Linked DNA regions of Sus scrofa: all the other regions are linked to region 2. A link is a contact called in public Hi-C and HiChIP or PLAC-seq data. All regions are on one chromosome and are shown on one strand. Each heading gives the region's core, a stretch centred on a gene start, on an enhancer-like site or on the middle of the called end of the contact. The rest is flanking DNA. Distances are from core to core; before and after follow the strand shown.

What was found. A called contact is a pair of places that touch in the nucleus more often than the background predicts. HiChIP or PLAC-seq counts read pairs in DNA pulled down with a chosen protein or histone mark.
Region 1: a contact with region 2 is called in an H3K27ac HiChIP or PLAC-seq map of skeletal muscle. The contact joins the promoter of LPL here to the enhancer-like site in region 2. A contact is called at or near these places in 14 of 47 Hi-C or Micro-C datasets (alveolar macrophages, embryonic fibroblasts, heart right ventricle and 7 more) and 2 of 2 datasets of contacts at active chromatin or transcription factors (alveolar macrophages and skeletal muscle).
Region 3: a Hi-C map of skeletal muscle shows a contact between it and region 2, with 2.4 times the contacts expected there. The contact joins the promoter of LOC100158108 here to the enhancer-like site in region 2. A contact is called at or near these places in 15 of 47 Hi-C or Micro-C datasets (alveolar macrophages, embryonic fibroblasts, epiblast stem cells and 10 more) and 2 of 2 datasets of contacts at active chromatin or transcription factors (alveolar macrophages and skeletal muscle).

The regions. Positions count from the first base shown.
Region 1 is chr14:4,103,499-4,106,293 of Sscrofa11.1, forward strand. LPL (lipoprotein lipase) reads left to right here and starts at 1,316. Exons shown (of 10, transcript NM_214286.1): 1 at 1,316-1,549. The coding sequence starts at 1,462.
Region 2 is chr14:4,232,714-4,235,662 of Sscrofa11.1, forward strand. No RefSeq gene overlaps it. Among named protein-coding and RNA genes, the nearest start is that of SLC18A1, 45 kb to the right of the region's middle. Within about 2 kb of position 1,613, at least 9 of the 83 cell types and tissues checked have an H3K27ac peak or open chromatin away from gene starts, as enhancers often do. A contact at or near this core is called in skeletal muscle, where this site is marked.
Region 3 is chr14:4,048,688-4,051,508 of Sscrofa11.1, forward strand. LOC100158108 (zinc finger protein 510-like) reads right to left here and starts at 1,571. Exons shown (of 8, transcript XM_021072630.1): 1 at 1,032-1,571; 2 at 784-928; 3 at 1-44. The coding sequence starts at 21.

The DNA of each region.
Region 1 (2,795 bases), core at 66-2,565, 130 kb before region 2:
ATCAGGCATGTCACGGGCATGGCCACCCAAATTATAATATCCAAGATGATTTTATTATTTTTATTATTTTACTTGCGTATCTCAATACATATTTTTAAATAGCTTTATTAAAATATAATTTACATATTGTAAACTTCACCCATTTAAAGTGTACAGTCAGGAACTGCTGCTGTGGTGCAGTGGGATCTGCTGCCTCTTGGGAGCACTGGGATACAGTTTCGATCCCGGCATGGGTTAAGGATCCAGTGTTGCCACAGCTGTGGCTTAGGTCCCAAGGCTGTGGCTCAGATCTGACCCCTGGTCCAGCAACTACATATGCTGGCGGGTGGTCAAAATGAAAATAAATAAAAAATTAAAAAAATAAAATGTACAGGTCAATGTTTTTTTAGAGTAGTGACAGTGGTATAACCATCACCATAATGCAATTTTAGAATATTTTCATCACCATCTCCCCCCAAAAATCTCCATTCTCTATCCTCCTCTTTCCCCAGCGTTAGGCAACACTACTTTCTGTCTCTAAGATTTGTCTCTAAGATTCGGATATTTTACATAAATGGAAACATAGGATAAGGGTCTTTCATGACTAGCTTCTTTCACTTAGCATAAAAATTCAGTTTTACAATTTTAGGCTATTTGACCTCAGTAGTCCACATCTGAGGATAAAATGCTATCTTTTCATTCCTTAATGAGTTTGAGGATTAAGTATAATTTGCATGAAGCAAAAGCTAGAAAATAGAGCGAGAGCTTTTCTCAACTACATAAGCTAATCCACTTTGCCAGTGTTAAAATACCAGATGTGTAAATTCAAGCTGCAGAACAACTGTGTGTCCAGGGGTCCTTAAGACTGACATTGTCCAGGGGTATTTGGTGGGGCGGGGGGAGGAAACAAAAACAAAAACTAACCTAACAAAACATTGAAAATTACCAAAAGGATCCATCACAAGAGGAGGAGGTTTAACAACTTAATGTCCCTTCCTTGGAAAACTGGTGATAAAAAATATTCAAATAAACCCATATAAACCTGTTTTTAGTATAGAGGGTCCAGGAGAGCCAGACCCCCTAGGAAATGCAAATAGGCTTCATGAGAAAGTAAATTTTCCCTTCTGCCCTTTCCCCCTCTTCTCTCTGGCAGGGCTGATCCTCATTACAGTTTGCTCAAATGTTTGGAAGTGAATTTAGGGCCCTCCCCCCAACTTAAGATTTTATAGCCAATAGGTGATGAGGTTTATTTGCATATTTCCAATCATATAAGCAGCCTTAGAGTGGAAACAGTGTCAGACTCAATTCCTCCCCCTCCTCCTCCCTCCTCCTCCGGGGAAAGCTGCCACTTCTGGCTGCCCCGCTTCTTCTTTAAAGGGTGACTTGCCCTGCAACAGATCGCTGCTCCAGCCTGCTCCCGCCTCGGGCTGTCGGCGCTCCCGCCCGTGCCCTGTAACTTCTACCCCAGGAACGCGTCCCCAGATGGAGAGCAAAGCCCTGCTCCTAGTGGCTCTGAGCGTGTGGCTTCAGAGTCTGATCGTCTCCCGCGAAGGGTTGGCCACCGCGGACAGTAAGTTTTGCGCGCAGGCTCTCCTCCACTTACGGAATTGGCTCAGTGGCCCACTTGCACAAGTTGTGAGGATGGGAAGGAGGAAGTAGGAAGGAGCTGCGATGATCACCTGGGACCCTCTTGCCCAAACGCCGGCCCCAGGAAGGATCATCGGGGTGGGATCTGGAAGAGGCACGTTGGAAATCCTCCCTCTGATCACTCTGGGGCGGCTCCCAGTTTCTTTCTTTCTCTCTCTCTCTCTCGATCCCGCACTGTCACCTCCATTCGGGCTGAAGCCGAATTCCCAGGCGCCCGTGCTCAATAGGAAAGGATGGGGCGGCCGGGGTGGCAGGCGGGAGGCGGTAGAGAGTGAAGGGCGGGAGAAGGTAGGCGGGAGGAAGGGCTCTGAAGGCGGTGACCCGCAGTAACTTCTCCGCCAAGGTGACTCTGGTTCGGCCTTGGCCGCAGCTCAGCCCCCGCGCGTGAAGGCGCAGGCAGAAAGCGGCCCCTTCTCCTAGAGAAGCCGGCGGGGTGGCGGGGGAGTGGATAGCGGGGGCAGCGGCGTTGAATGCATTTTAGAAGCACACGACACTCTCGCTCTCCGCGCGAAGGTGGGAGGGGAGGACTAGGGGGCCGGGAGGGCAGGGGCTGGCCGCGGGGTGGGGGGAGGACCCGGCATCCCGGGGACGCGGCGTCCCGCACGCTTAACGGCGCTGGGGAAGCTGTTCCAGCCTCCACTCTGGCACGCTCGGTGTTTCTTAGCGCCCAACGAAGAAGGGTTGAACCTCCTGAAAACGTGGCAGAGCGACTAGCCTTCTGTGGCCGCTGACTTGGAGGATGCCAGGTTTGCGCTTGGCTGCCGTTACTGTCCTCCGGGCTGAGCCTGCCTCCGGGCGCCTTGCCCCGCGGTGCGGTTGCGAGCACGTGGGGCTTCTTGGACGCCGCAGGGAGGCCACTGGTTGAACCCTAGTTACCGCTCGGGCGCTGCCACTCACCAGGGTTAAGGCGACCAGCCAAGCTAGATCTGAATTTCTTTATTGCTGGGAAGAAGCGCGCCCATCCCCAGACCTGCCTACAGTAGAGGCAGCCTGTGTAACTTGAACCTTGGTTCAGTTAACGCACAGCAGCAACTAAAAGGCCACTGAAGCAAGTCATTAAAAGAGGCAACGTTTTCTTTTCTCTTTCTTGGTGGATTTACAGTTTGGGCGGTGTCCCCTGGATGTGCTTTTAGGCTGCACGTCCTCAGTGATTCAAGCTATAGTACAGT
Region 2 (2,949 bases), core at 363-2,862:
CACTGAGTATAATTCACTCGTAGAGGAATCTTACCACTTCCTCACAGACACTGTTTCAGGTTCTTAACCCACTGAGCCACAGAGGGAACTCCCCAGGATACTCTTTCCTTGTCAAGACTCTTACTCTTAATCCCACCTGCAAAGTCTCTCTTGCCTTGTAAGGAACATATGCACAGCTTCTAGGGATGAGGACTGGGGCTGATTTGATTTGCTATTATTCTCCCAGCACCTCCGTCCCAGAGTCAGGGTTGGTCATATTCCTCGGGCTAAAGAATGAGTAAGACGGATTTCCCATTGTGGCTCAGCGGTGACTAACCCGATTGGTATCCATGAGGACACAGGTTCAATCCCTGGCCTTGCTCAGTGGGTTAAGGATCTGGCGTTGCTGTGAGTTCTGTGTAGGTCACACGTGGCTCAGATCCTGTGTTGCTGTGGCTGTGGTGTAGGCCAGCAGCTGTAGCTCCAATTCTACCCCTAGCCTGGGAACTTCCATATGCCACGGGTGTGGCCCTAAAAAGCAAAAAAAAAAAAAAAAAAAAAAAAAAAAAAAAAAAAAAAAATCCCCAGGCAAGTTAAGAGCGGGTGCGTCTAGGCAGCTCTATTGCCATGCAGCAGGTTGAGGATCCAGCATTGTCACTGCAGGACTTGCTGTGTCTGGTCAAGGGGTTTCCAGTGATTAGCTCAGTTTTCCTCCTTCCTGGTCCTTGTGTTCTAGAGCAAACTTCGGATGTTCAGATGCCTGACCTCTGTGAACTCCAGCTGGTGCTGAGAATTGATGTTCTGGGAACTTTTCCTCCTCCTTCCCAGAGGAACAATCGTCACTCCTCTGGGTTAAAATCCAGCCTCCAGAAGGCCCAGCTAAACTCACCAAGATGTTCTGGAAGGGAGGGATGTTTTGCAAGGTTCTCAGGGCTCATGCCATGTCCATCTGCAGGTTCATTACCATCCGGGCTGAACTTTAAAGTACTCAACATGGGAGATCCCTCTGTGGTGCAGCGGAAACAAATCTGCCTGGTATCCATGAGGACACAGGTTTGATCCCTGGCCTCGCTCAGCTGGTTGGGGATCTGGCATTACCATGAGCTGTGGTGCAAGTTACAGACGCAGCTCGGATCCTGCATTGCTGTGGCTGAGGTGTAGGCTGGCAGCTGCAGCTCCAACTCGACCCCTAGCCTGGGAACTTCCATATGCCATGGATGTGGCCCTAAAAAGAAAAAAAATTGATAATGATAAAAATAAAGTACTCGACATGCTTCCCATGTGTGACCCTATTTGACCCCATGGCTCTGGCTCAGGTGTTAATCACACCCTCAGCATAGAGCTGAAATCCGACAGCTGGGTTTTTGGGCTTTGAAACCTGGAGCCTTTTCCACATACAGCTGGTCTGCTGAGCAAGGCTTGGATCTCTCTTTGGAAAGGGGCTGGGTGCAGTGACACAGTTGTGGGACGAGGGAACGCCAGAGCAGGCAGGCTCTGCTAGAGTGCACTGGGCAGATACTAGCAGAGCAGGGGGACAAAAACCAGTTTTTAGAGCTCACTCTGGCCCCGCTTGGTGCTGAACCTGAGATGGTAGCTGGTCAGAGTTGGAAGTGTTGAGAGTAGCGTTCAGTACAGGCTACATCCTATCACAAGGGCATGAACCGGCTCTCAGGGCTGTGCCCAGCTCTGTAACCTGATGCCGGCAGAGCCTGGCCAGCCTGGGAGAGGCTGTCAGGGGAACAGAAGCCACAGAAGAGTGTCGGGCACTAGGAGACAGGAGTCAAAAATGGAGTGGAGAGGAGTTCCCATCGTGGCTCAGGGGTTAATGAATTCGACTAGGAACCATGAGGTTGCGGGTTCAACCCCTGGCCTCCATCAGTGCGTTAAGGGTCCGGCATTGCTGTGAGCTGTGGTGTAGGCTGCAGACTCAGCTGAGATCCTACGTGGCTGTGGCTGTGGCATAAGCTGGCGGCTACAGCTCCGATTCAGCCCCTAGGCTGGGAACCTCCATATGCTGTGGGAGCAGCGCAAGAAATGGCAAAAAAGACAAAAAAAAAAAAAGAAGAAGAAGAAGAAGTGGAGAGATTTCCCATTGTGGCTCAGCAGGTTAAGAACCCAATATAGTCTCTATGAGGATGTGGGTTCGATCCCTGGCCTCACTCAGTGAGTTAAGGATCTGGTGCTCCTGAAGGTTGTGGCATAGGTCACAGATGTGGCTTGGATCCTGTGTTGCTGTGGCTGTGATGTAGGCCAGCAGCTGCAGTTCCCATTTGACCTCTAGCCCAGGAACTTCCATATGCTGCAGGTGTGGCTGTAAAAAGCAAAAAAAAAAAAAAAAAAAAAAAAAAAAGAGTAGAGTTGATAAAAACCATCCAAACAGACAGCACCTCACACTGCTCTGAAAATGCGACATCAAATGCTCTGCAAGGGAGGAAACATGCCCGGATGATGGTTAACGTCCACCACCTGCTTCCTGCCTCTCTTCCTGCCTGTTCATCCTGTGTGACAGCTGAGCCCATGTTTCCCACATGCTTTGACTTTGTCATTCTTTGATCTCTGGTACCTACAGAAGACAGGTCACAGACCCTGGCTTCGTGGCCACCATCTTCCGCCCTCTGACCTCACCGCCTTGCCAGTCTTGTCCCCTCCTCCCTGCCCTGAAGCACCCCACCTGATGACCTGCTTGCTCACTGTCCCCCAAACCAGACCCACACTGGTGGGTCTCACACTGACGACAACGGGGTCCAGTGAAGTGCAACCACCCTCTCTCCTGGGTCCCAGGGGGCTTCAGACCAAGCCTTGTTTTTGAAGCCCAGACCTGCTCCCATTGTTTCTTAGTTATTTTAGAAAATGTACACGCCAGAAGTAATATGTGTTGAGGGTTTTTGTTTGTTTGTTTGTTTTTGGTCTTTTGTCTTTTTAGGGCCACACCTGCAGCTTATGGAGGTTCCCCGGCTAGGGTTGAATCAG
Region 3 (2,821 bases), core at 321-2,820, 180 kb before region 2:
TTTCTGGAGCACTTCAGACATTAGAGAGGCCTGTGAAGTGTCAGCTGAGTAGAAAGAGAAATGACAGGGTCAGAACACCTGGGCTGCCTGACAGCTCCTACCTTCACCTCCCAAGCACCTCAGCAGCCCAGCCTAAGAGCAGCCTCTATACCTCCTCTCTCTAAACCCCGAACTGGCAAGGGACCCACTGGAAGCGCCGTCTATTTTCCAGTTAGAAATGATCACTGCTCATGGAGTAAAAATCAGCTTGTCCATTAATTGAAACAATACAAACAAAAAACTAACAACAGATGCTTAAAACACCAGAGGATGACACTACTTCATTGACATGAATGCAGAAAAAAGACACAGGCTGCATTTTTTTATCTATTTACCCGGCAAAGTGTTTACTCCTTGAGAAAGAGAAACCACAGGAAGTCCAGAAAAAAAAATATGGGGTGCTCTGGGACAATTTTCAAATTGTTTTCTTTTTTTCTTTTAAGTGGGTTACAGTTTCTCAAAAGGGACTCTCAATAAGATTCTTCTGATGCCTGGACAGTCTGAACGTCCTGTTCCACTCCCGGCTCTGTCCCAACCCGGGTGAGCCTGGAGAAGTCACCCGCCCTCTCAAACTCAGGACCACCTCACCATCCTGAGACTCAGAGATTTCTGTTCTGCGTGTTTAATGTAGGTGCCTATACCCATATCAGGAGCGAGTCCTGAGGCCTATGTAAACCACCCCATGAAAAGAAGAAAGGGTCACCTACATTCAACAGCAGTTAACACTTTTTGGGGGGTTAGTACCTGGCACTTTGCTAACTCCTTGTGTGACATCATATCTGGAGCTCCCTGCTGGGCTAGTGATTAGGGCTTTTTTGCACTTTCACCACCGCCATCCAATCCCTGGCCTGGGAACTGAGATTCCATATTGAGCCCCTGCAAGCTGAAGCTGAAAAGGAAAAAAAAAAAAAAAAAAAAAGACAGCACATCGAATACTCAGGTAAACGCCATAAGGCAGATATCATTCACAGCCTCCTTTTCAGACCACTGACCTTACTCTCCCGCAGGTTACTTCTTCAGCCGAAGGTCACAGATTACACAGCAGGAAATGATCACAGCAACGCCGGACCCAGAGCAGCGCTGCCCCGCAGACCCCATCCCGCCCTCTCCTCCAACCCACCGCCAGCGCTATCGTGGAACTTTTCCTCTCACTGCGACCCCGTTACCCCGCAAGGCAGCAGGCAGGGCCGGACACGCGGTCCCCATACCAGCCATGCTCTAGCTCCTAACGGGTCTCAGATACACCTACCCCAGACTACGGGGCAGCAACAGGGATCCCCCACCCACCTTCCCCTGGCGAGGTCCAGGCCAGACCCGGGCACTGAGGGGTCCCGCCCGGTGGGAGGGCGTCCCGAGATGTCACGCTTCTGCCTCCGCCACAAGAACAGGGCTCTCAGCAAACCTCCAGGCCACCCGAGGTCCACAGTGGAGCCCGCTCCTAGTTCACTGGCCAAGACCTAGAGGCGCCAGGATTTAGAGATGAGGTTTGTGAAGGCGGAAGGGAAGAGGCGGGGCCCAGGTTGCACATGCGCAGAGGGAGGTCTTAGAGACCGGGAGGCTGTTGGCGCTGCAGAGTGCATTGCCGCGGTGCCTTGCCAACCCCATCCCCCAACCCCTGTGATTTTTGAATCAAGTACACTGTTTAGTACAGCTGGATAGAAATGCTAGAGAAATGCTCATCCCAGGGCCTTGGGTGCCCTGAGATCCAGGGTCAAGGGTGTCCCCACACTGTGGATCTTAGACCGGTTCCATCCCTGTCTTATATGGGGGACTCAGGCCAAAGCTGGGAAACCTCATGGCTGAAATCAGATTCTCCAAATTACTAAAGCCTTTTAGTCTTAAGAAAATGTCCTCCTGGAGTTCCCTTCCTGGTGCATCGGAAATGAATCCGACTAGGAACCATGAGGATGCAGGTTTGATCTCTGGCCTCCCTCAGTGGGTCAAAGATCTGAGGTGGTGTAGGTCGCAGAGGCGGCTCAGATCAGGAATTGCTGTGGCTGTGGTGTAGGCTGGCGGCTGTAGCTCCTAGTAGACTCCTAGCCTGGAAACCTCCATATGCTGCTGGTGCAGCCCTGAAGAGACAAAAAAAAAAAAAAAAAAAGAAAAGAAAGAAAATGTCCTTCTAATCGAATAGACTTTCCTGTCTAATTAACCTACTTAGCAACATGTGGGCTTCTTTTGTGAAGGACAAATAGTGTTTTGTTTTGTTTTGTTTTGTTTCCTCAAAAGTGAGCTCACTGCTTTAGTCATAATCAAACTTCTTTTTTCTTTTTCTTTTTTCTTCTTTTTCTTTTTTTTGTCTTTTTAGGGCTGCACCTGCGGCATATGGAGGTTCCCAGGCTAGGGGTCAAATCGGAGCTACAGCTGCCGGCCTGCATCACAGCCACAGCAATGCCAGATCCCAGCTTTGTCTGCAACCTACACCACAGCTCACAGCAGTGCAGTTTTGAAACCAATCAGAGCCCTGCAGGGCCCTGCTAGAAACAAGTCTTACCTCGGCCCCTTCTGTTTGAATGTGCCCTTTGGAATTTAGGAATGGGAAGGGGCAGAAAGAAACAAAGAAGGAGCAGTCAAGAAACAATAGTGCCGCTATAAAGCTAGAGACCTTATTCCTCCAGAGGGGATATACATAATTAAATATCTTTGCACTCTTCCTCAGAAAGGCTCCCACTCACACGAAGAATGGTAACATCATTTTTTATTTTTATTTTTTGTCTTTTCTGGGGCCGCACCCTTGGCATATGGAGGTCCCCAAGCTAGGGGTCGAATTGGAGCTGTAGCT